Linked DNA regions of Rattus norvegicus: region 1 is linked to region 2. Evidence: chromatin contacts called from public Hi-C data. All regions are on one chromosome and are shown on one strand. The core of a region is the stretch at or near the end of the contact, and the rest is flanking DNA. Distances in the headings are between cores, read along the strand shown. Region 1 has its middle 49 kb from the start of Ebf2. Region 2 has its middle 65 kb from the start of Ppp2r2a.

What was found. A called contact is a pair of places that touch in the nucleus more often than the background predicts.
Region 1: a Hi-C map of Schwann cells shows a contact between it and region 2, with 2.3 times the contacts expected there. The contact joins two enhancer-like sites. A contact is called at or near these places in 2 of 12 Hi-C or Micro-C datasets (Schwann cells and frontal cortex) and 1 of 1 datasets of contacts at active chromatin or transcription factors (oligodendrocytes).

Annotation. Positions count from the first base shown.
Region 1 is chr15:45,558,500-45,565,147 of GRCr8, forward strand. No RefSeq gene overlaps it. Among named protein-coding and RNA genes, the nearest start is that of Ebf2, 49 kb to the right of the region's middle. Within about 2 kb of position 2,937, at least 91 of the 93 cell types and tissues checked have an H3K27ac peak or open chromatin away from gene starts, as enhancers often do. A contact at or near this core is called in Schwann cells, where this site is marked.
Region 2 is chr15:45,501,213-45,507,950 of GRCr8, forward strand. No RefSeq gene overlaps it. Among named protein-coding and RNA genes, the nearest start is that of Ppp2r2a, 65 kb to the left of the region's middle. Within about 2 kb of position 5,294, at least 53 of the 93 cell types and tissues checked have an H3K27ac peak or open chromatin away from gene starts, as enhancers often do. A contact at or near this core is called in Schwann cells, where this site is marked.

The DNA.
Region 1 (6,648 bases), core at 1,687-4,186, 55 kb after region 2:
CTTTGTTGCCTTAGCAAAACTTTTGACTCTTTCCTAAGGAGACTTTTAAATGCACAAACAGTAACAGAATTACAAAAGGAAGCCATATAGAAAAGGTGGTTACAGCATGAGTCACATTGGTCACATATTTACTTTGTTATCAGTTAAATTACCAGATGTCACAGCCAGTGTAGCGCACACTATATTTAAAGTAATGATTGTGCTCATACAAGTTAGGACATCTGCAGCAACTGTAAGAGCTTCAGAAACATCATCAGAGGACTGCTAAGACAGTTGAGGTCGGTTTTCTTCTACTTCTGCCTAGATATGTAAAAGAAGATGCTGGGGTCGATGGAGGCAAGTAGAGATGAAGATACTACTTTCGACATTCTAGTTCGCATACTCCCTTTCCGTTACTAACCTTACCCTTCAGCTCCCCACCCACCTGAACTCTGTTCTCACCCCTCTCATATGCAGACATGGGGCACAAAATAGGCGAGCAAGAGGTTGTGAGGCTGGAAGAGAGAGGAGTTGGATTGTCTTATGTCAACTTAAAGTCATCTTAGGAGGGAACCCCTACTGAGAAAATGCTTCTGTAAGATCGACCGGGCTGTGCGCAAGACTGGAAGGCATTTTCTTAATTAGTGATTGATAGGGGAGGGCCTGAACCATTGTGGGTGGTGCCACTCCTGGAATGGTAGTCCTGAGTGCTATAAAAAAGCAGGCTGAGCAAGTCACGAGGAGCAGGCCAGTAAGCAGCACCCCTTCATGGCCTCTGCATTTGTTCCTGCCTCCAGGTTCCTGCCCTGTTTGATTTCCTGCCCGGACTTCCTTCAATGATGAGCAGTGCTGGGGAAGCTTAAGCCAAATAAATCCTTTCCTCCCTTCATTGCTTTTGGTTGTGGTGTTTCATCACAGCCATGACAACCCTAACTAGGTCGAGGACAATCTGTTCTCTGTGCTGTCTTTCGGGTTTCATGCAAATAGAAAAAAAAATTCCATGTACCTGACAGTGGATGGTAGCTGTTATACTCCCAGATCTAGACTCATGGTGAATCCCCCAGACACAGGAGCACTGCTGGGCACTGTCCTCTTGACTGCCATGAAAAGGCACCAGAAGCTTGGTGGCTTAAAGTAGCTGAACTATGGGGCTGAGGAGATGGCTCGGTGGATAAAGTGATTGCCCATAACCTCATCAGCCATGGAAGGCAGAGACAGAGAATTCCCAGAGCAAGCCGAGTAGCCAGACTAGCTGAAGCTCTGAACTCTAGGGTCAGTTGCAGCATGTGGACCTGGGTTTGGATTCCAGCACACATAAGGCGATTCACAACTTTCTAATTTCAGTTCCAGGGTTCTCACGCCCTCTTCTGGCCTGTGCAAGCACTGCATGCATGTGGACCACATGCACACGGGCAAAACACTCATACACACGAAATAAAAATAAATGTATCTTTTAAAAAGACATCTGCTTGTCTTTTTTTAGGGGGACACAATTCAGTTATAAAGCCCCTTTTCCAAGGCCTAGTTTTCAGCCCTTTGGAACTCTCCAAGCTTCTACTCTTCCCCACCCCAGTCCAAAGTTCTTCGATCCCTTGCCCTCACTCCTCCTTATGCCCTAGAAGCTGCCCCTGCAGATATGCTTTTACCATTACTTAATGCTCCCCTTTGGTCTTTCAGTTCTCTGAGCCTGATAATCAGTTCTCCTCCTGGAAATTCAATCGGTGTCTTCAAAAAGAACACATTCACTGTGGACACATGACCAGGTGTCTCACCTTCCTGGGGCTGTGTCTTCCCCACTGTGCTTGACCTCCTCTTAAACCGTGAACCAAATGAGGTTGCCTTTGGAAGGGATTTGCTCAGAGTGGTTCTGCTGCATTCCAGGCAGGTGACTCGAGGCTTCTATTTCCTTATCTATAAAATGGGCATAACAAGGGCACCTGCCTGGCCAGGTGTGGTCCAGATCCAGTGAGATGCTGTGAAAGTATATGGAGGTGGATGGGTGGTGGTGGTGCAGTTTCCCTGGTTATTCGTGCAGAGGACTCACCATCATATTGATTACAGTACAGAAAGGGCTCAGGTTGCATGGACTGCATAGACTTGGCTCCTGCCACCCAGAATCTAATACATGGCACGGAGACGCCTGGCAGCTGCCAGGTCTCCGAAAAGCAGAGTCCTGCAAGTGCTGGAAGGGACGGTTGAATGGTTCACCAAAAGACACTGGCATCAGGTGGCCTTTTGCCTCCACCTCCGAAGAGGTAGAAAAGGTGACACTAGAGGCTTTTGGTCCCGGCGTGTGTGTGTGTGTGTGTGTGTGTGTGTGTGTGTGTGTGTGTGTGTCCGCGATGTGAGCACAGAGCCTCGGGAGGTAAACAACCCAGATCCACCGGCCTGTCAGCCAATCCCATTTTCCTAACAGTGCCAGCTTTAGAATCACAAACGCTGCAACCAGGACCTTCGAGCGTCCTGTGGAAGCCACTGTTCCCAAGCTCTTAAACCCTTGAGATGGCCGGCTTAAATGCTTCGATATCCATCAGGTGCTAGGAAGGAGGGAGAGGGCTGTGCAGTGATTGGCTAGGAGGTGGGCGGAGCCACTGCGTGACTGTGTTCCTCCTCCAGTAGAAGTCCCAGCTAACCGCAGGGAGGAGGAGGGGAGGGACTGCCGCAGCCCCACTGGGCAGGCTGCCTAGGGACACTTAGAAGATTGCAAGAGATTTTTAATTTCTTGCCTAGGAGTCTGTGACAGGGTCCTGACTTATCTTACTGATTTCTGTTTGAGCTGTCTGAACCTTCCAATGCCACCGCCCCACCTGTCATAGGTCGTTAAAGTTAAATGAAAAAAAAAAAGAATTAGCTAATTATTCGATAAATGAAGCTGTTGCTTGCAGGTCACAGTCGGCGATCCTGCTGTGTCATCCGTGGAGGGCTGAGTCAGCCCTGCCTCAAACCTGAACCCAGAGGACCGGGATCTGTACGAGGCTCTCTAGCTCCACCGTCTGGCAGGGGAACGCAATGAGCTTTGCAGGCGTGAACTGGAGACTGTTAAGGATAAAAACTGGACTAAACCTCACCGGCTAGTTCACCCGTTCCTTTCCCTTTAACTCCCTATCCTTCAGCTAGATCCGTTTACCAGAAATCTGGATTTCTGCTGGTTCCTTTACGGAGCCCTCTGCCCCCATGCTCCCCGAGGGCTTCAGGCACGCCCTTGGCCAGAACCCAGGCGCCGCCTAGGCTCTCTCTCTTCACTTCCTGCCTCCTAACTCTCAAGAGGGGCGGAGCTGTTTTCTTGAACCTGGGCATTTTTGTAATAAAGGGAGCCTTACTTGCATTTAGTGGCGCTGACCCGCCATACTGGACATCCTGTAGGATAGTCCCGGACCATAAAGAATTGTCCTGGGAAGTTATCAGATATCCCGCTGGTGAATCATGTAGGTGAATGCCATGCATTAATTTTCAGAGCTAGGACCAGCTCTATTCTACTTATAAACATACAAAAATTCTGCAAGTCCCTCCTTTCTCTCTCTCCCACCGTCCTTTACTTCATTTCTTCCCACCATCCCCACCCCTCCTTTTTTTTTCTGTGACAGACTCTTACTTTGTATAGTCCAGAGTTAGAACCGGCTCCATTTTATTTCCAAACGAGTTTTGTTTTGTTTTGTTTTTTTTTTGTTTTGTTTTTTTTTTTTTTTGGCAAGGTCCTTCCTTCCTTCCTTCCTTCCTTCCTTCCTTCCTTCCTTCCTTCCCTTAGTCTCTTGCTATGGGGCCCATGCTGACCTGAAATTTGTAATCCTCCTGCCTCAGTCCTTTCACAAGAACTGGTATTGCATTCACCACCGTGGCCAGGTGAAGCTTTTATTACAACAAATCCATTTAGCCATTTCGAAGTGAACGAGATCAGTGGCTGGCTTGCTTTAATTGCATTCAGAATGTTACCCAACCGTCGTTACTGTTCACTTCCAAATCTTTTCCATGACTCCAGACAGGGATGGTGCAGCCAATGATCAGGAACTCCCATCATGCCCCCTGTAGCCCAGTTTCCTCTGATCTACTTTCAGTCTCTGTGAGCTTGTGGGTTCTAGGTTCTTGAGGTGAGTGCATGCAGATAGTGTTTGGCCTTTTTTTTGTTGACAGCTTATAGGAAAGTTGCCACCACTGCAGCTCCGTGCCTGCTGCTTGAGTCATAGTGAAATATAAACACCTCAGTCTGCGCTTATAACTATCTCAAGCAACAGGGCTGCTTGAGTCTGACATAGGGTGTTTTGTAATATAACTGTCTGAATATTCACATTCTGAGTATGTATTATTTTGTATATTTTTAAAGATTTCTTTATTTTTATTTATATGAGTACACTGTCTTCAGATACATACCAGAAGAGGGCATTGGATCCTATTCCAGATGGCTGTGAGCCACCATGTGGTTGCTGGGAATTGAACTCAGGACCTCTGGAAGAGCAGTCAGTGCTCTTAACCACAGAACCACCTCTCCAGCTCCTATTTTGTATAGTCTTATTTAATTCTTATACTAAAAATTGCTTGTAGTTAGTATGTTGATTTAACTTTAGTAAAGGCACATTGTAAAACATTTATTACAGAAGGAGACGTGGGGTCAGTCCTGAGGCCTGGGGGATATCTTTGGAATGAAATGCTGTTCACTTTCTACAAATACTGCCTTGTCTCTAGAAACCTGCCTGGCTAGTCCACATTCCTCAAGCAGTAAACCTTCAAACTACTGCCTTCGTTGACTTTTGGCCGCTCTCTGCTTACTGTGGCCTGGGAAGTGCAGCCAGTCAGAGAGCCTTTATTTTTGTCATCAATGTTGGGCACTGCCGTTACTACCATTCCTGGCTTACAATAGGCACAGGCACTGTGAAGAATTGACAGGGAAACTTTATGTTTAAAAAGTATGTGTGGGAGGGGGGCTGGAGAGAGAGAGAGAGAAAAAGAGAGAGAGAGAACCTGGAATAGGGTTAAATCTGGATTTCTGCTGGTTCCTTTACGGAGCCCTGTTGCGATCTGTTGTGTGAATGCTGAAAAATTGAACTTGGATCCTCTGTATGTGCTTGTTCTTAACCACTATGCTATCTCTCCAGCCTGAGAAAAGAACCTTTCTGGCTCAAATTAAAGGCAGCGAGCCAAACAATGTGTGTATACATGCACACACACACACACACACACACACACACACACACACACACACACACACACTGAAGTGGTTTTCTGCTGTTGGCCTGCTAAGCACTGTCTCCTCCTGAGGACGGCAGGCTCATCCCTGCAGTGCTCCAGATGAACTCAGGGGTTGGCAAATGCTTAGCACATGCTCTGTGTTAAACCAAACTCCCAGACCTTAAAGCTGGGTTTTCAGCATCCAATGGAATAACAGATCCAGCTCAATGCCCGTGCATTTCACACATGGGAATCCGGAACCACACTGCGTTTATCTTCTTGCTTCCCACTGAAATCTGGTTGGGAATACTCAAATATTGATTTTTTTTTCTGCATAAGAAGACAAGAAATGTTACATACATTGTTTTCTAACCAGCCACCTCTTTATTATCATTCCTGCTTCTTTGGCCTCAGAGTCTTCAGAGTATATGATGCCACAAGTCTTTAAATGAGCTCCAATTCGCCAGGTGGTGTGATCCCAACACTCTGGAGGCAGAGGATGGTGGATCTCTGAGTTTGAGGCCAGCCTGGTCTACAGAGCAAGTTTCAGGACAGCCAGGACTACACAGAGAAACTGGGTCTTGAAAAACAAAGAAGCTCCAATCTGGTTGCTAAAATCAAGCACCATTTCTTGACTTTACAGTGGTGTGATGGCTTTTTCCACACAACCATTTCTTTCTTTTTTTCTATTCCCGTAGAATGTTCGATAGGTTATAAGAAATGTTCAACTCTTTGTTGGATACAGGAAAAGACCTGGCTCGCCTGAAGGCCTGTGTAAGCTTTCTGAGAACGGATGCAGTAGACTAACTACAGTTTGGATCTAGACAATGTCTGAGAAACACTGCGTTGAGGCTCGGTTCCTAACCTGTGCCATTACTGCTGAGTAGTGAGCTGATTAGTATGAAGGGCCTAATGGAAGGAAGTTAGGTCACTGATGTCATGCCCTCGACGAGGATATTGGTAACCACGCTCTTCCTGTGTCTTTGTTTCCTAGCTTTGATGGGATGAACAGTTCCCTGGCATGTTCTTATCATGATGTAGCGTGCTACCACAGGCCCAAATCAAAAGAACCAAGCAACACAGTCCCAAACCTGTGAAACCACTAGACGAAGCAAACCTCTTCTTCTTTTTTTAATGTTGGTTATCCACTTTTCCTTCCCTCCCTCCCTTCCTTTCTCCCTTCTCTTGGGCAGTTGCATGGGGCTCTGGCTGTAGAGCCAAGATGAGGTGTTCAGTGGTGTGGTGGGTTAAATGAGTATGCCCCTGCCGCTGCCCCCAGTTTATTCGAATGCTTAGTCTCCAGTTGGTGAGACTGTTTGAGAAAAATTAGGAGGTGTGGCCTTGTTGGAGGAAGCGTGTCATTGGGGCAGGCTTGCCCAGTTAGAGCTCATTCTCTCTCTCTCTCTCTCTCTCTCTCTCTCTCTCTCTCTCTCTCTTTCTCTCTCTCTCTCTCCCCCTTGTGGTTGTTGCTTTAAAATCTAAGCTCTCAACAGCTGTTACAACACTATG
Region 2 (6,738 bases), core at 4,044-6,543:
CTACACTGCTATTTGGTTCTAGAATAGTAAATAAAAGCAATTGAGAAGTGGAAAATTGGGGCTGGAGAGAAGGCTCAGTGGTTAAAAGTACTTGCTGTTCTTGTCGAGGGTCTGGATTTGATTCCCAGCAACCACAGTAGGTATCATCTCCACAGCCACATGTAACTCCTGTTCCAAGGAGTCTGAAACCTTCTTCTGGCTTCTATATAAACTCACTCACACTCACACACACACACACACACACACACACACACACACACAGAGAGAGAGAGAGAGAGAGAGAGAGAGAGAGAGAGAGAGAGGGAGGGAGGGAGAGAGGGAGGGAGAGGGAGAGGGAGAGAGAGGAGAGAGAACTAGAAAACTAGAGGGTCAGGGTTTTAGCTCAGTGGTAGAACACTTTGTCTGGCAACTGCAGGCCCTGAGTTCTGTCTCCAGCAGTGAGTGGAAAAACAATTTTAAAAAAGGCACAAAACCTGATTTGTTGATATTTTGTCTTTTAACAGTACAAAGCACACATTAATATACATTAACTGAATTGATTTAATTTACGTGAGTGTGTGTGTGTGTGTGTGTGTGTGTGTGTGTGTGTGTGTGTGTATGACCCAACTTCTCGCCTGAACTCCCAATCCACTGCACAAGTGTTGTTGGGAAGAGGTTGGTGAGGGCCACCCACCATGACAGTGTCACAGGCCACTCAGAACAATAGGCAGTTGTTGCTCAGATAGGTGTCTAACCACTGTTTGGTCTTTCCAGGCTAAAGGAGGAAGACAAACAGGCAGTTAGGAACCATTGGCAATTGTAACTTGGTCCTGCACATGTTTCTAAGAAACTGAAATGGGGCAGTTACCTCATGCCATTTTGGGAGGCAAGCCAGAACTTGAGGGAGACTTTTTCATCCAAGTAGAGAACTGAAGGATGATGGGGGGATGGTGGACCAGGTGTACTGGTTTAGAGGAATGTACCCTACCCAGGAAACCTCAGAATGAGCAACTTCTAGAAACTAGTTTGGAGGCTGGGAGTTGACTGAAGAGGAAAACCAAGTTTACGGCCTAAATGGCTTTGCAACCCAATTAGATCCTGGACTTTAGCCGGAGGGCACTGGAAAGCCCTCAGGGAAATCACAGGATCACATTAGCTTCTCTAACAGTCACTCTTGCTGCAGCCTGAGGAAGGACTGGGCAGGGCAGGGCCAGAGCAGAGAGCAGGCAGTGTGCCTGATGCTAATCTTGGGAAGGCGGTACATTGTTATGAGCTTGGGAAGCTGCAGACAGGGTGTCTCATAAACAACAGAAATTCGCACAGCTCCAGAAGTTCAAAGTCAAGACCTGGTGAGGGGCCACTCATGCCCGTGGTGAACCCATGAGGAACGAGATATGAAGCAAATTATTCTAGATCCAGTTCTGTCCCAGGAGTGTTTGTTGTTGGGTGTGTGCATAAAAACATCCCATAGTAAAAATGTAAAATCCAACGTGTAGCTCCAGGCTTTCAGAATCTCTTTCAAACTGTGTAAGAAGTTCACTGAGATGGATATAGACTTTGGGTCTGGCTAATTTTGACATGTGGTGGGGTTTTTTGTGGTTTTTGTTCTGTTTTGCTTTGTTTGTTTTTGTTACTGTTGTGTGTTCCCTCCTCTCTTGTCTTTTTTAAACTAATAAAGTTTATAATATTAAAAAGAAAACCACAAAGCAGTGCCTTACCATATGTGACTTGGCAGAAAGAGGGCTACAGAAGCATCTTGGTGCCCCCACTCTTCTCTTTCGAGGTAGGAGCTTGCTAAGCATTACCGGCTGACCTGACACTTCTGATCTTCCTACCTCCACCTCCCAAGGATGAGGCTCCATGACTGTGTTGCTAGGCAACTTAGAGCCTCTTCAGCTCCTGTTATTATTTTCCCTTTCGAGACTGAGACTCAGTCAGACAGAGTCTCAAAAAGCCTCTATGACCTGGAACTCACTGTGAAGCCAATGATCAGAACTCTTGATCTTACTGTGTCCCTTGTCCAGGTGCTGGCGTTTCAGATGTATGTCATCATGTCTAGCTAAGAGATCCAAACACTGTTGTTCTGTTGCTTACATGCAGAGTGTCCAGCAGCCGTGGGACAGCCAAGGCTGCAGATCTCTGGGGTTGGTGGGGGTTTTAAGACGGAAGCTTGGGAAATACATGTGGGCTGGGAATGTAGGCTTGTAATTGTTCAGCTTCCCTGTGCTATTTAAAGCCTTGGAGTGAATGAGCTGTGCAAAGGAAGAGGAAAAGAGGGCCCTGGTGGAAACTCTGAGGATCCCTAAAATTCACTGAATGGAGAAGGAGTCCGAGACAGTGGGGCTGCAGAATAAAAGAGGGTTAGATTTAGAGAGGCAGCCTCTTAGGGGGTAAGCAACCTTGTGGGTCCATGCTGCACAGGTGGTAAAGATGAGGAAGGGAGAAGGACCTGGCTTCAGAATTATGGCGTCGGCAGAAGTCCTTTGAGTGGAGCGCTGAGTGGGCCCAGACATGAGAGGAAGTGGGGGATGGGATGGTGAACACAGGCCTCTCTGTTACTCTCCAGGCCTTTAAAGCATGCTAACCTGAGGAAGGTGTGGGTAGACTTTTTCTTTAAGATGGGGAGAGGTCAGTATCTGAGGCCGAAGCCACAGGAAAGAGATGAGCGCTGCAGAGGATCTCTGAGATGGCTCAGCAGGTAAACTGTCATGTAAGCCTCATCACCTGAGTCTGCAGTGGAAAGAGAATGAGTCCCGTCCCCCCGTTTGCTTCCTTTTGGGCTCCTTCCTTGTTCTTTCTTTCTTTCTTCCTTCCTTCCCTCCCCTCTCCCTCCCTTCCTCCCCCTCCCTCCTCCCCTCCCTCCCTCCCTTCTTTCTTTCTTTCTTTCTTTCTTTCTTTCTTTCTTTCTTTCTTTCTTTCTTTCTTTCTTTTTTCAAGACAGGGTTTCTCTGTGTAGCCACAGCTATCCCGGAACACACTCTGTAGAGCAACTGGCCTAGCACCCAGGGACCAACTACCCGTGTGCTGAAATTAAAGGAGAGCAACTCCATACCTGGCTTGATTTTTTTCTTTCTTCTTTCTTTTCTTTTTTATATTCATGTATTTTTGTGTGGATGTATATTGTGTGTGCCTGCCACAATCTGCATGTATGGAGGTCTGAGGACAACTCTGGGAGTCAATTCCCTCTTTCTACTGTGTGGTTTCTGGTTGTCAGGCCTGTCAACCAACCCCTTACCCATTGGTTCATCTTGCAGAGGACCCAGGTTCTGAGAACTCAGTTTTCAGTTCCAAGCATGTACATGGTGGCTCACAACTGACTGGAGCTATAGTTCCAGGGGATCTAAAGCTCTCTTTTGGCCTCTGCAGACTTAGACATGGTACATAGACATACATTTGGACAAGATACCCATTCACATAAAATGAAATCATAAAAAAATTAAAAAGGAAAAATATTTAGAAATGTATTCCTCATTTGTGATTTTATGAAATTAGTGTGCACATGTGTATGTGCATGTGTGCGTGTGTGTGTGTGTGTGTGTGTGTGTGTGTGTGTGTGTGTGCGCGCGCGCACGCATGCTCACACACACTTGAGGGACATGCACAAGTGCCAGCATGCATAGAGCATGCCTGGTGGACAGTGGACAACCTTCAGGAGTTGGTTCTCTTCTTCCGCCATGGATTCCGGTAGTGAGGCTTGCTGTACTGTTTCCTGACTGCTGCTGACTGGTGCTGTTATTGCACCAACAAAAAGCTGAAAAACCATAGATTCAACTAGTGGAAGTTGAGGCACTGTGTGTGTAGTAAGTACTTATGTGATGGGAATCTTTTTTTTTTTCTGAGTTAGAGTTGAAAAGACAGCCTTGGATCCTTTTACAGGATGACTGCAATGGTCAAATGCACACACAGAATGTAAAAAACGATATCATTTAAAGGCTGTGCAAAATATACACATAGAAATTTCCCCAGCGGTCCCGCGACGGCTCTGAAGTGGGTCTGGGATCCGGGGTTCGAGCAGGAGAAGCCAGTTACTTGTGTTCATCTGACAAAAGCAGCTAGTGACTACCAAAGGCTCCATTGAGCGTCTTCTGAAAGCAGAACAATGTAGCAATTTAGCCTATGACATCACTTTTTAAAAATAGCTCTTTTCAGCGACCGATATGGCTTCATAATGAAAACGTTTTCTCATCTCTTTTGGGAAGAGGGCGGGGGGGCATTTGGGGGCAGGAGTGACCAGGGACTAAGTGAGATAAATGTCCTAATTGTACCCAGTCTCCAAGTAAATAGAAATGTAACTGGCACTGAGCTGCAAGGTCACATGACCACTCTCTCATTAAAAACATTAAGCAGAAAAGTCTGTTCCATTGTTTGGCCTTCTGGCATTTTTATCCTTGGTGGCGTTTAGGAGATTAGAAACAATAGGTGGTAACCAGACCGTCTCTAAGGCTGCTCCCAGAGGCCTTTCTGGGGATGCTGAAGGTGTGGTCAGATTGAGGTCTGGGCCAGGCTGGGCTGTGTAGCTGGTACAAGGGCTGGCTCCCACCCACTCCTGCCACCCCCAGGACAGGTCATCCTTGGGTTTTCAGATCCCTCTAGGTTCACAGCCTGCCATCCAGCTGACCACATGCAAGTTTCAGTTTACTAAGCACACAAGAACCTCATTGCTCTAGGGGTGCAGGGAAAGGTTTAATAGGAGGTGTCAGGAAGGTTTTCACAGTCTAAGTGTTCCCCCCACAGGGCGATTCTCAACCCAGACCCAACACCAGGTTCTAAGTGTGCAGCTGGGAAGAGCCTTGGCTGGGCTCCAAGACTTGGAGCCAGCACCCTAAGAGTCTCTTCATCGCAGCTGCTGGAGCACTGGCTAAGATCACTGCTGTGCTGCTGCTATTTCAAAATATGTCTCCCTGAAAGGCAGGGCAGGAAAGTTCTCTTGCCCATCCCTCCCTCCCTGCATGCCTCCATGTCTGCCTGCCTCCATCCCTTCCAGTGTCCTTTCCTCTCTGCCTCCTCCCCTCCCTTCCTTCCTCATTCACTCCCCACCCCCACCCCAAGCAAACTATCTGTAGTCCAGGCTGCCCTCAAACTCCCATCCTCCTGCCTCCATTTGTGAAGAGCTGTGGTCACAGGAGTGCACCAAGGTCTACATCTTTTTCAGAAGTTATTGGAAATTATTGGTTGACATTGTACCAGCCACTGTGTACGGACAGGGCAGAATTCCTCCCTGGCAGGAGGAAGCTGAGGTCTGACTGGTGGAAACCAATGTACCACGAGTTTCCTTTTCACACATTCAGTGACAGAACACTGCCCGAAGCACAATTAGACTCTGGAGAGTGGCTCATTTCATCCAGCATGGGATTGCACCATGGGATTGCTTAGGGGAGGTGCCAGTTTTTAATGGAACCATCAGAACCACCAACATCTGATTCTGTGTCAAGTAACAGCAGCAAGCTTTTGTTGAGCATCTTCTAGGCCCCAGGTGCTGTTTTAGAACCATCTTCTCTGTCCTTCATTGAGAATCCTGGTACATGCCTTTAATCCTACGACTTATGGTTTAGTTTGGGTTTTGTTGCTGTGAAGAGACACCATGATCACGACAACTCTTATAAAGGAAAACATTTAATTGGGGCTGGCTGACAGTTCAGAGGTCTGGTCCATCATCATTATATCGGGAAGCATGGTGACATGTAAGCAGATGTGAGGCTGGAGATGGAGCTGAGAAATAAACACTTCGATCTGAAGGCAGTGAGATACACTGACCAAACTTGAGCTTGTAAGACCTCAAAGCCAGTCTCCACCGTCACACACTTTTCCCAACAAGGCCACATCCAATAGTGCCACTCCCCATGGGCCAAGCATTTAAACACATGAATCTGTGGGGGCTTTCCTGCTCAAATCACCACAACTTGGGAGGGAGAAGAAGGCAGGTTTCTGTGAGTTTAAAGCCAGCTTGGTCTCCATGTCTAAATTCCAGACCAGCCAGGGCTACATAGTGAGACCCAATCTCAAATATAAACAAACAAACAAACAAACAAACAAACAAACAAAAAGGAAATGTTCGTACTAATTAGGAATAGACTTTCTCCTCCTGTCTCCCTTCACTCCTTCCTTTCTTTCCTCCTCTTCTTCATTTCCTCCCCTACCTCTCTGGTGGGGGTCTCATTATGTAGCCCAGGCTGGTCTTGAACTCATGATCCTGCCTCCATCTCTCTGCATGGGTTATAAGCGTGTGCTGACACATCTGGCTTATCATAGTCTTTTCACATTGTAGTGCGACCTTCACTTGCATTGCATTTATGTCACTTTAGACATATCCTAATCCAGAGATTTCTAAGACTATAGGAAGACTGTGTAGGTCACCACAAACATTATGCCATTTTATAGAGAAACTTGACACCTCAGAACTTAGGTGTCTTCAGGGGTCTTGTGTATCCATTCCTTGAAAACGCTGGAGGTTCACTGTACCAGAATGAGAACCTAGCCACTTTTTCTGACTGTACAGGTCATTCTCATTGTACCTTATGTTAGAAACTAAGAATAATCTCGGTGTCACACAAAGAAACACATCTATGTGTGTTTGTTAGACTAAATTGGGTCTTAGAACACCCTGTAAGCACACGTAACCAAGATGGCATCCATCTTTTGTCTCAGATGTCAGTAATGACTACATCTTATTCCACTGGTGAGAGCTCAACTTCACAGTTTGATGCTATCCAGCACTAAGAGGAAGAGAAAGGCTCAGGAAACATGAGTTCTTGTCAGGCT